2 separate regions of the Mus musculus genome follow, and region 1 is linked to region 2. The links are chromatin contacts, called in public HiChIP or PLAC-seq maps. All regions are on one chromosome and are shown on one strand. Each heading gives the region's core, a stretch centred on a gene start, on an enhancer-like site or on the middle of the called end of the contact. The rest is flanking DNA. Distances are from core to core; before and after follow the strand shown. Region 1 has its middle 110 kb from the start of 4930503O07Rik. Region 2 has its middle 220 kb from the start of Gm31870.

The links. HiChIP or PLAC-seq counts read pairs in DNA pulled down with a chosen protein or histone mark.
Region 1: an HNF4G HiChIP or PLAC-seq map of pancreatic cancer cells shows a contact between it and region 2. The contact joins two enhancer-like sites. A contact is called at or near these places in 5 of 484 Hi-C or Micro-C datasets (myocytes and uterus) and 1 of 115 datasets of contacts at active chromatin or transcription factors (pancreatic cancer cells).

The regions. Positions count from the first base shown.
Region 1 is chr1:194,105,549-194,110,655 of GRCm38.p6, forward strand. No RefSeq gene overlaps it. Among named protein-coding and RNA genes, the nearest start is that of 4930503O07Rik, 110 kb to the right of the region's middle. Within about 2 kb of position 1,918, at least 18 of the 459 cell types and tissues checked have an H3K27ac peak or open chromatin away from gene starts, as enhancers often do. A contact at or near this core is called in pancreatic cancer cells, where this site is marked.
Region 2 is chr1:193,868,256-193,873,422 of GRCm38.p6, forward strand. No RefSeq gene overlaps it. Among named protein-coding and RNA genes, the nearest start is that of Gm31870, 220 kb to the left of the region's middle. Within about 2 kb of position 2,651, at least 27 of the 459 cell types and tissues checked have an H3K27ac peak or open chromatin away from gene starts, as enhancers often do. A contact at or near this core is called in pancreatic cancer cells, where this site is marked.

The DNA of each region.
Region 1 (5,107 bases), core at 668-3,167, 240 kb after region 2:
CCTGGTTCTCCAGGAGCAGGTGCCCACCAAGGAGCTGAGTGCAACCAAAGCAACTGTGCCAGAGATTATCCCCCCAAAGCAAGGCTGGCCTGAGATAGTTCAACAGTGGCTCCTCACTCTGTAGCCATCTTTTCTTAGCTGGGGATACTGAGCTCTGTTTACCCTCCCCCTACCCATCTCTGCCTTCTAACCAATCATCTTTCTATCATCAGTTAACTGTAAAGAATGCCTTGGGGTAGGAGACACTACCCAGACAAGACACAGAAAACAGGTAACAGACTGGAAAGAAAGGGCCAGTAGATCATATTTGGGATTCATTTTAAGTAATTCTGTTTTGGCTCCACTGCCAAGGAGAAGAGAGGTGTGTGAAAGTTCTATAAACCATGATGCGCTAGTGAGCTGGCTGAAACCTGCTGACGGTATCAGAATACTCCATTTTTAATATCAGAAGAGATGAATGATGACAGACACTTTCTAAATTGTTAGTTCCAGTTTCTAGCACCACAGACAGGGTGAGTGGCTGTGGGCTTAGTGCCTGTGTTTGGCCTGAAGAAACAGAACTGAGCCAGGATGAAAACGTAATCACCAGCCCCCTATGCAGTAAATACCCTTAATAAATTCCTTAAGCAGGAAAAAAAAAAAAGAGGGTCCTGAGATAGGTCCAGCTGAATTAGGTACCATGTTCTAAATTATTAAACTAATTCTCCATTTAACCTGTTCTAAGCTCAGTCAAGAGATACATGCCTCTCCAAGCATCTTCAGTTCCTTCAATAATCCCTGTACCATTGTCCCTACAAGAGAGAAAAGAGAATCTTGCTGAGCCGGGATTCTAAGTTCCTACCTTCACTCACCTTTTGGATTCTGCTGGTTTCTTGCACTGAGATTTCTGTTACCAGTTGTCACTACTAGACCACATGTACATGTGGACTGCCCACCTGGTTACTGAATGCTCTCACAGCTGCTTATCAGTTCTGTTGTTACTGGTCTGTTTTAGAAACTCTTGTGCCCAGTGTGGAGCTCTGGCACACCAAGCTAGACCACAGATGGAGGTCTTGGATTGAAATCGGGCATTTGACCAGTTTGACTCCCTTATTCTCTCTTATTCCATCCTCACCCAGGAAAACCACTGTACATTTGTATCTATTGAACCTTCTTAGGGAGGGTTGCATGACTGCCGTGGGTACAAGAGAAAGACAGTGTGAGTCAGATCATAGAAGTGCTCATGGAAGATAGTCAATGCCTGGTAACCCAGTCAGCCTACCAGGATTCCACTACAATCCCAACCCCAAGGCCCTTTCTGGGGAGCTTATCAGATCCCTCAGCAGCTGCCCAACCCTCACTTCTTTTAGCTAGGCCACTCTAGGGACTTCTGTGGTGCCTATCATGGAAATAAAGGGACAGAGAGAGGCCACTGTGTTAGGTCTGAGTTGCCAGCTTCTGTCTGCTCTGCTCTGCTCTGCTCTGCTCTGCTCTGCTCTGCTCTGCTCTGCTCTGCTCTGCTCTGCTCTGCTCTGCTCTGCTCTGCTCTGCTCTGCTCTGCTCTGCTCTGGAATGATGCTGCCTAGGGAAGGTTTCTCTCTTACCACCCACATGTGCTCCCACTGAGCATAAGTGATTGGGATCTAGTTGGTTAAATTTCCTTTCAAAACTTGGAGAAGAGGGTCATGGCCAGTGGTTGACTAGTAGTCCTGAAACTGCCCTCCAAAGTCACCATAAATCTACATCAGAGGAGGAACGGGGTCTAGCACCACCTTGGGAACCTGCCTACAACCCTAATGCAGAATTTACCTCTAAATTTTGATCCCAGAATGGACTGAACCTAAGTATTTATGAAGTACCTGTTTTGTACTATGCTCTGCTCTAACCAGGAGGAAACAGCCATTAGCTCAAGTCGAAAGTCTACCCCTAAGTAAAGCACAGATTGGCAAAGACAGGGGAAATGTGTATGCTTAGCTGGGTGGGGCAAGTACTGTGACAGTAAAGATCAATGGGGTGCCGGAAGGTTTGTTTTTCCTTATTTTTCCCCTACTCAGATTAGAATGAGATGATCCAGGAAAAATAATCAAGGGACTCTTGAGAAAGGTGTGTGTGAATAAAAATGAGATTTCCAGAGTTTTTCAGGTATAAGCACAGGCAAGAACCAATGAGGTAGGTACAATCCATTATTCCCAAGGAATTGCTGAGTCACAGGGCCCACAAAGCCAGTCACACTGAGTAAGCTGTAACATACAGGACATAAGTGAATACCTTCCCAGCACTTTTTTGCTTTCAAAAACAACCAGAGAATGGAGTGGGGTTAAGGGCAAGAAGAAAGCAGATACACATTACTTACTGGCATAATGCTAGGGATCCATAAGGGTGGCTTAGGCCAAATACAAGGTATCAAGCAAACACTAAAAGTGGGTTGATTTTTAAAGTATAGCCAAGGATGATAGCTTGAGTATGTGTGGGTTAGGGGATAAAGGGAAATAGAAAGAGAGAGAGAGAGAGAGAGGAAGGAGGAGGAGGAGGAGGAGGAGGAGGAGGAGGAGGAGACAGCAGACAGACAGACAGCAGGCAGACAGACAGACAGACAGACAGAATTCTCCTAACTTCTCCCAAAAGATCCTATGGTGTCTAGGTACCTAAGGGGTCAGACTAGATGCTCAGTTTTTAGAGGAGACTTAGCCCTTACTCTACATAGAGACAGGCAGAACTTTCTTGGCCTCAGGCAAAGGGCAGGGATTAGGGGATAATTCACTAGACATAAACAACTTAAATGAGCAGGCCTAAAGGATTAGCCTCCCACTAAAGTCCACAAAAGCTCGCCCTCCTTTGTAGGCTTCTGCTGGATTCCAGATGAGATCCTTGCGCCTGGCAAACTCTCAAAAGGAGCTCTTAGATGTAGCTATTGAACACACTCCTATGTCCTACTTACTCCTTCTGGGTGAGCTCAGGACACTGAGCTATTTATTTGTATTTTTTTAAAGCAGGGGAGTTTATGATCTTCCCTGCACAGGGAAGAAAATAGCTAGGTTTATTAAAGTAGTCATAAAAGAAGGAAAGTTAATAAAACAGAGTTGGGGGAAACCAGGGAGCCACAGGCATGTGGAGTGGGACGATTTAAGTGTTCTGAGCAGCCCCGTTTACCCCACTCTCTCCCTTGTCAGCTATCACCACAGCATTTTCAGTTGCATCAGCGACTTTCCATCTCATCTTTCTTTCTCACGGGTAGTTTTGAAACCTAATTTCAATCTGGTTGGATGAGAGGCCAGCCCTCGACTGGAGCAGGGCTTCCACAGCAATCTGGTGCTCTGTCCTGTCTACTTCAGTTTTGAGCTGTTAAATGATAGATGGTGGAGGGAGACTTCTCAGAGCTGCATAGGAGAGAGTCAGCTTTATCAACCCCACCCCAGAGAGACAGTAAAGTTGCTTCTAAGTGCTGAGATAAAATGGAAGGTTTGGGGAGTAATACCATGGTTTGAAATGGTTTCCCATCTCCTCTATTGTAATAGGAGATGCATCCTTTTTCTTGGGAGGATAGGGTATATACAGACTCATCTCAGTCTGCCCTTTGTAGCATTCCACAGCCTCTTTCTCCTTCCCCTTCCTCTTCTGGTATCTGTTATTCAATGAGATGGAATATGTAAGGCCTTTTAAAAGATAACCACCACCACACTCAACTGTAATACACCTTACAATAGAATAGGGACCTTACAATAGAATGGGGACCAGCAGGGCAGAAGCAGCTGTGTGATGTGGCCTTTTCTCTGCCAAGCAAAGAATTTTACAAAGCATTTGGAGGAAGGGGAGGGAAGGGGAGATTCCTCAGATGTCTGAAGTGCTTGAGCAGCCATTAGCTGATACAGGTGAACACATGCTGGGCCTGCAAAGCCCCAGCCCCAAGCAAGGGCTCTTTCACTACACCAAAAGGAAGAAGGCAGCTGTTTGTGGGGAGTGAGGTGGGGAAATACTGCTATATTAAAAGGTAAATGATGGTTATCAGCAAGTAGAAATGGAATGTGAGGCACTCTCTTTCATTCTGTCTTAAGCTGGTGCACCGCTGATGTGGTTTATTAAACAGCTGTCAGAAACTAGGCCCCAGGCAGATGCAGCCAGTCAAGTGTGAAGAAGACATTCCGGTAGGGACAGGCATAGCAACTGGTTTCTCCGCAGGCTTCCCATCCCACAGACCCTGTTAGATGGGGATGGAAAAGGGAAGGAAAATTAAGAAGCCAAGGAAAATGGAAAATCAGCCAAGAAAACAAGTGGAGTAGGGGGAAGGTGCTCCTGTCAGGACCGTTCATTCTTTCCAGAACAGTTTAAAGGTATCTGGGCTGCACAGCAGTAGCCAGCAGTGCTCTGCACATGTACACTATGAGCACAAAGGAAGATGGTGCTACCTCTGAGACGTCAAAGCTAAGGTGACATTGAACTGATTGATGAGTGGTGTTGCCAGGATAAAGCATGGAAGAATAGAAAGAAAGTAGAGTGTGGGCAGATGGCTTGCATCCTCCATGCTACAGGTAATCTCCAAAGTAGTGGCAGTAAGAGTGGGCCCTTTCTCACCCCTAGATAAAGCGATTTAGGCATTCAATGGAGAGACAAAGAGAGGGGGAGAGAGAGAGACAGAAAGAGAGAGGGAGGAACGGAGGGAAAGAGGGAGGGAGGGAGGGAGAGAGAGAGAGAGAGAGAGAGAGAGAGAGAGAGAGAGAGAGAGAGAGAGAGAGAGAATATGAATCTTTACAAGCACAAGCTTCTTGATAGGTTATGGGATTCTAATTGGTCAGAACAAATTCATGGACAACTGAGCAACTGTAAATGGACTCAATAGGATATGCATGTGTGTGTGTGTGTATGTGTGTGTGTGATGTATGTATGTATAGGTAACAGTAATAAAGAATAGGTCACAAATTAGGGGACACAGAAAGAGTTGGAAGGAGAGGGAGGGATAGAATGATGTAAATACAGTATTTGTTTGTGAAATTCTCAAAAATTAAAAACAATATAAATAAAACAAAAGAGAACAGGGTCCTTCAGGGCAATATGTGATTTGCCTGCAAGGTCTTTTCCTTTTCAAATGGGACTAAGGATATTGTAAGGAAGGCTTCCTGTAGCATTCATCCCT
Region 2 (5,167 bases), core at 1,401-3,900:
TTTATGGTAGAGCAACAGAGGCTGTTAGATAATGTGTTATTATTCATAACAGTTGGGGGTTTCAAAGTAATTTAGTGAGACTGGGAAACCTTGAAGACAAAGAGGTCCTCCAATAGTCTGGACACACTGTCAGAAAGAAGAGCAAGAGGACGATGGTGGGCAGCAAAAGCTGGTCCATACATTACGACAAGGGGCTACCCAATGTTTAGACACCCGTTCATTTAGCCTTGTTGGTACACTGCACACAGGTATGTTATTCTGAATGTGAGTTTACGAAAATAGTAAGAAAATCAACGTCTGCAGGAGGGATAGTGGGCCTGGAGAGGGCTCCTGCAGACTCCCAAGGGCTGACTAGTATCAAATGGAAATGTTTTTTCAACAAAATCTCAGTAACTGAATTTTCATTAAAAAATTAATTCATCTCCAAGTGTTCCTAAATAGTACCATCCATTGACAAAAGTGCTTTGAGGACTGGATAATACCCTTTTGGGGCTATGAGCCACATGTTACAGTATCAGCTCAGGTCTGTCAGAGGCATGGGAAAGGGAGCAGGGCTTGCCTTTGCTACTGTGGTCTTTTAGTGCCTTAGAGCACCTGGGACCTCTGTCTCCAATATGTATGGGCACATGGGTACCCAAGGACCTCACCTCTAACCAGTCAGGCCCTACGCACCCAGCCACATTTCTATTGTCTGAAGTCTTATGAGATATCAGTTTAATGAAAGAGTGTCCACAGAATTAATCACCTCCCCCTTTTGGAGGAAAGTCATCCCAGTACTTGATTTCTTTCCAACTTAATCACACACCCCAATACACCCAGACTTCTGTGAGTCAGACTGAGCTTTCTCATGGTTTCCAGCCTTTTCTTTAAAGCAGCTATCAAGTAGCAGTTATTTTCCCCCCGGTCTGGCATCTCAGAGTGGTTTTACCAAACATGTAGTTAATTAACCCTAATTAATTGGAATTTCAAATGCTTTCCAAGTCTGTGGCGGTGTGAAGCTGTCCTCTCTCGCCAATACAAAGATTCAGTGGAAAGTCCTGTATTACCATTAGGAACATAACATTCTTAAAGCAAGTTCTCATAAAGGGTATGAAATTGTTCAAAGGGAAAATCAGAAGAAATTGTCTCTATCAAGTGGTACAAAGCAATTTAGAGAATGTTACTTTGTCAAGCCAGCTTTGAGCTAAGTTATCCTTTGTAAGATTTCTTTTTTTTTCTTTGAGCATCTATTTTTTTCTAACACTGCCCAACCCCCAATTCTTGTAATAAAATCAATATTTTCTGGAAGAACAGAGACGAGAGCCTTTAGAGGACTCCACCTCCTGTTTGCTGCAAAAACATTAATAAATGTCACTAGCAAAGTTGGGTACCAAGGGAAACAGGATGACCTCATGAATATATTTTCTAAAGAGCTTAAAATGTCCATCTTGTATATTATTCGTTCCTTAAAGAGTCTAAGAGCTATTGATCCCTTCAACTGCTGCAAAAAGCAATTTAAATGCACCAAAGGCTCTATATATGGATGGACAGAGCAGAGCCAGATCAGAGTGGCTTTATAATGCCTATTTCTCCATGTGCAGAGCTAGGCTGCAGAAAAGGTGCCCCTTGGTAGGGTAAATGCTATCACTAGGTCTATTACAGCAAAATAATGGAGAATTAGAACTACCTTTGCCTAAAGTGGTAGCAGTTTATAGACCTGCAAAGATTCGTCTGCTGATAAAAAGTGATTTAAAGAAATTAATTGACGATCATTGCATGGCTATTTCCTGGTTCCTAAAGTGGCAGACATCAAACACCACTAGCAGTGTGTGCACTGATATGCACTCTGTGTCTTCCAGACTTGCACATAGTACAGTAACATGAGTAAGAAGCCACAGACAGAGACCCAGGTATCACAGAAGGTTAGACAACATGCCCTTTAACCACGCTGCTCTATTTGTCACTGTGTATTATATTGGGTTACATACAAGTATATAATAGATTTTGAGCATATCTTGACATAGCCCATTACTCTCCCTTACCCCTTTATCTTCCGTTAGTCTACTTTACTGCTCTAGAAAATTTAGATGATGTATAGTTACCACTGTGGAAGACCTGCTGGATCACCTGTTTCACCTGCTTAGTATTTTCCTCAGCAAGCAAAGTGTCCTTTCCTTGACTCCAAGGGCAGCAGGAAGAAGGAAGACTAGTGTTTCCTAATGCGAGTAGCATGTTTTTCAAAGTTAGGCAACTGCTCATCTTACTTCACAGCCTTTGGGGCAGAGCAATTTTGTCCTTTAGGAATTTTTTTTTTTTTTATTTATTATATGTAAGTACACTGTAGCTGTCTTCAGACACTCCAGAAGAGGGTGTCAGATCTTGTTACGGATGGTTGTGAGCCACCATGTGGTTGCTGGGATTTGAACTTCGGACCTTCGGAAGAGCAGTCGGGTACTCTTACCCACTGAGCCATTTCACCAGCCCCCGTCCTTTAGGAATTTTAAGGTGCTTTGAAGCAATCCTTCTGACTTAATTGCTATCATTAGAGAACCAAAAAATCATTTTATTAGCTCTTGGCTATTCCTATTCTTTTGTTTATATTGACACATCTCAACAGTGACACGCATGGAGGCCTGAATTCCCAAGTGCCCCGTGATATGATGAGTCAGACATATTTCATACCAAAGCAGGAGCAACACAGGGCAAAGAGTATAAAACCAGGTCAGGGAGACCAGCTGGCAACAGTGGAGTAAACTTGGCTAAGATGTTGTCTTTTCTGTGGTTTGGATCAGATTTCACTCTTCCCAAACTTGTATGTGTTGGGAACTTGTTTCCCTGCAAGGCAGTGCTAAAGGGATGGGAGTATCTTTAAGAAGTAGGATCTAGTGGGAAGCCTTTAGGTCATTGTGAAGGCTGTCTTCAGGATACACTGTAGACACTCTTTACCTTTCTGGGGTTTTTTTTTTTTTGTTTGTTTGTTTTGTTTTGTTTTGTTTTGTTTTTTTCCATGCCTTGAGGTCACGCTAAACTAATTTTGACATCATGCCTGAGCATTTAAAACTGGGAGCTAAGTCAAGTAAATCGCAAGACTTGGGGAGTGTGTGTGTGTGTGTGTGTAATCAGAAAAAGACTAATTCAGATATCAGGAAGTTTCAAGTTTTGGGGTATCCTAATAAAATGGTGGCAGCTGTGAATAGGAAATCTTTCTTTAAAAGATAGGATAATCACAAACAAATATCCCCAAATATCACTGGGAATAGTTTCCCGCTGGTTCTGTGTGACTTACTTGTGTTCACAAAACATCTTTGATCTTGTCTCACTCAGCCTCTTATTCCAAATTTCCTCCCTAAATCTTGTTACTTCTCCTTTCCCAATCTCCAGTCTGGGTGTGAAAATTCTTGGTGTGCTAATAATCTCTTCAGCACCTTTTCAGCATACATTTTACCGACAGGTGTGATACCCGTTTCTGCAAACATTAACAGAAGTGAGTCGATGACCATTATATTTTACTCCCCCAAACCTGTATTTGTTGTATTTTTAAAATGCATTCTGAGCTAGTAGCCAAATGATTTGCTCTATACTCGGGGGTCAGCCTCTGTCAAATGTTAGATTCTTTCTCCCTGACCTTGCTATGCTGCCCTCCATATTCGCTACAGCTTTGACAGATTCCAAATAGCAGCTCCATACCCCTCACAGGTAAGAAAGGCAGGCTGGGCAAAGATCAGGCAGTTTACAAAAGTTCAATGTAGGCAGAAGAGAATGCTTTCCTTCTGGATAAGAGCTTCCAGTTTTTGTCTTTGTGTTTAGTATGCTCATAGACTTCTCCAGTCTATGAAGACTTTATTCCACAACTGATCAAGTAAGGCAGCAAACTCTACCCACAATCCACAGGCCCTGCCTGCAACCCAGCAAAAATAAAACCAGCACACGTGTTACTCTGTCATAGTGTTCTAAAGTCATTGACCTCAGCAGGGCTGGGGTCGTCAAGTATTCTAATTTACTACAATTTATTAATTCATGAGATCATTTTTGAATGCAGAAAGATCTTGCCTAGGTCACATGAGTCCCATAGGGTAACCAACACTAAGCTGTATTTCTTTTTGGGGGTGGGGGTAGGGTCGAGATAGGGTTTCTCTATATAGTCCTGGCTGTCCTGGAACTCACTTTGTAGACCAGGCTGGCCTCAAACTCAGAAATCCACCTGCCTCTGCCTCCCGAGTGCTGGGATTAAAGGCATGCACCACCACTGCCTGGCTTAAGCTGTATTTCTAAAATGCCAGTCTAATCATGTTCTCTCACTGCCCAAGATGCTAATGGCCCTTTCACTTATGAATTCCTGAGTCTTGCTTCCAGGGACTTCTTATTTCTGGGCAGGAACAACCCCTTTAAGTCTACCTCTTATCTTTGTATGCCTTTATATTTACTGGTTTCTGTCACCCTATTTGTTTTTTCAAGCTTTTCTCTGTCTAGAATGTTCTGTTGCTCATTATCTAATGACATAACCACAGCCATTCTTCAGTGTCTGGGTCAAATGTCACCTCAGTGTGAAGTTCATTAACCCCATTCTCTTAGGACCACATTTGTAACTATCTCATGCCTACTTTTCTGTAGCTCTCATTCCCTTCAGTGAAACCTACTGTCATAGGCAGAGACGTGTCTTATCTTGTCTGGGTACATAAGAGCTTACCTAACTGATTGACATAAAGCAAGTTCCAATAAATCTTTAGGAGAGGAAAGAATGAGACTCAAAATTGGCAAGCATCAAGTCTTGCTAGTTTCAGTTTTCCTTTTTAAGACACCAGCATTAGCTCCTGCCTCACCTGGGTATCTCTTACAGCTGGCAGGTTCGTCATGTGACACAGCATCTTTCACACTCTGTGCTCTTTTAAAGGAGTCTAAGCACACACCCCTCCTAATATTTTCTTTGCAGATTATTCTAGTCTTTCTGGTTCATTTTCATACATCCTGTTGATAATTTTAGTTGTTTTCTCTGGAGTTTTGGAGGATTGTTACTTTATCATCTATAAAATGAGGTGGTGGAGACAGCTTGAAAGGGATGCAGGAATTGGAAGATTCATTTAGCCGGTGTTTGCTACTTAGTGGTTTCCTCTTTTTTTCCACCCTTCTCCACTCCCTTTCTTCCACCCATTCAATCCCTTAACACTAAATAATAGAGGAAAAAGGTTAG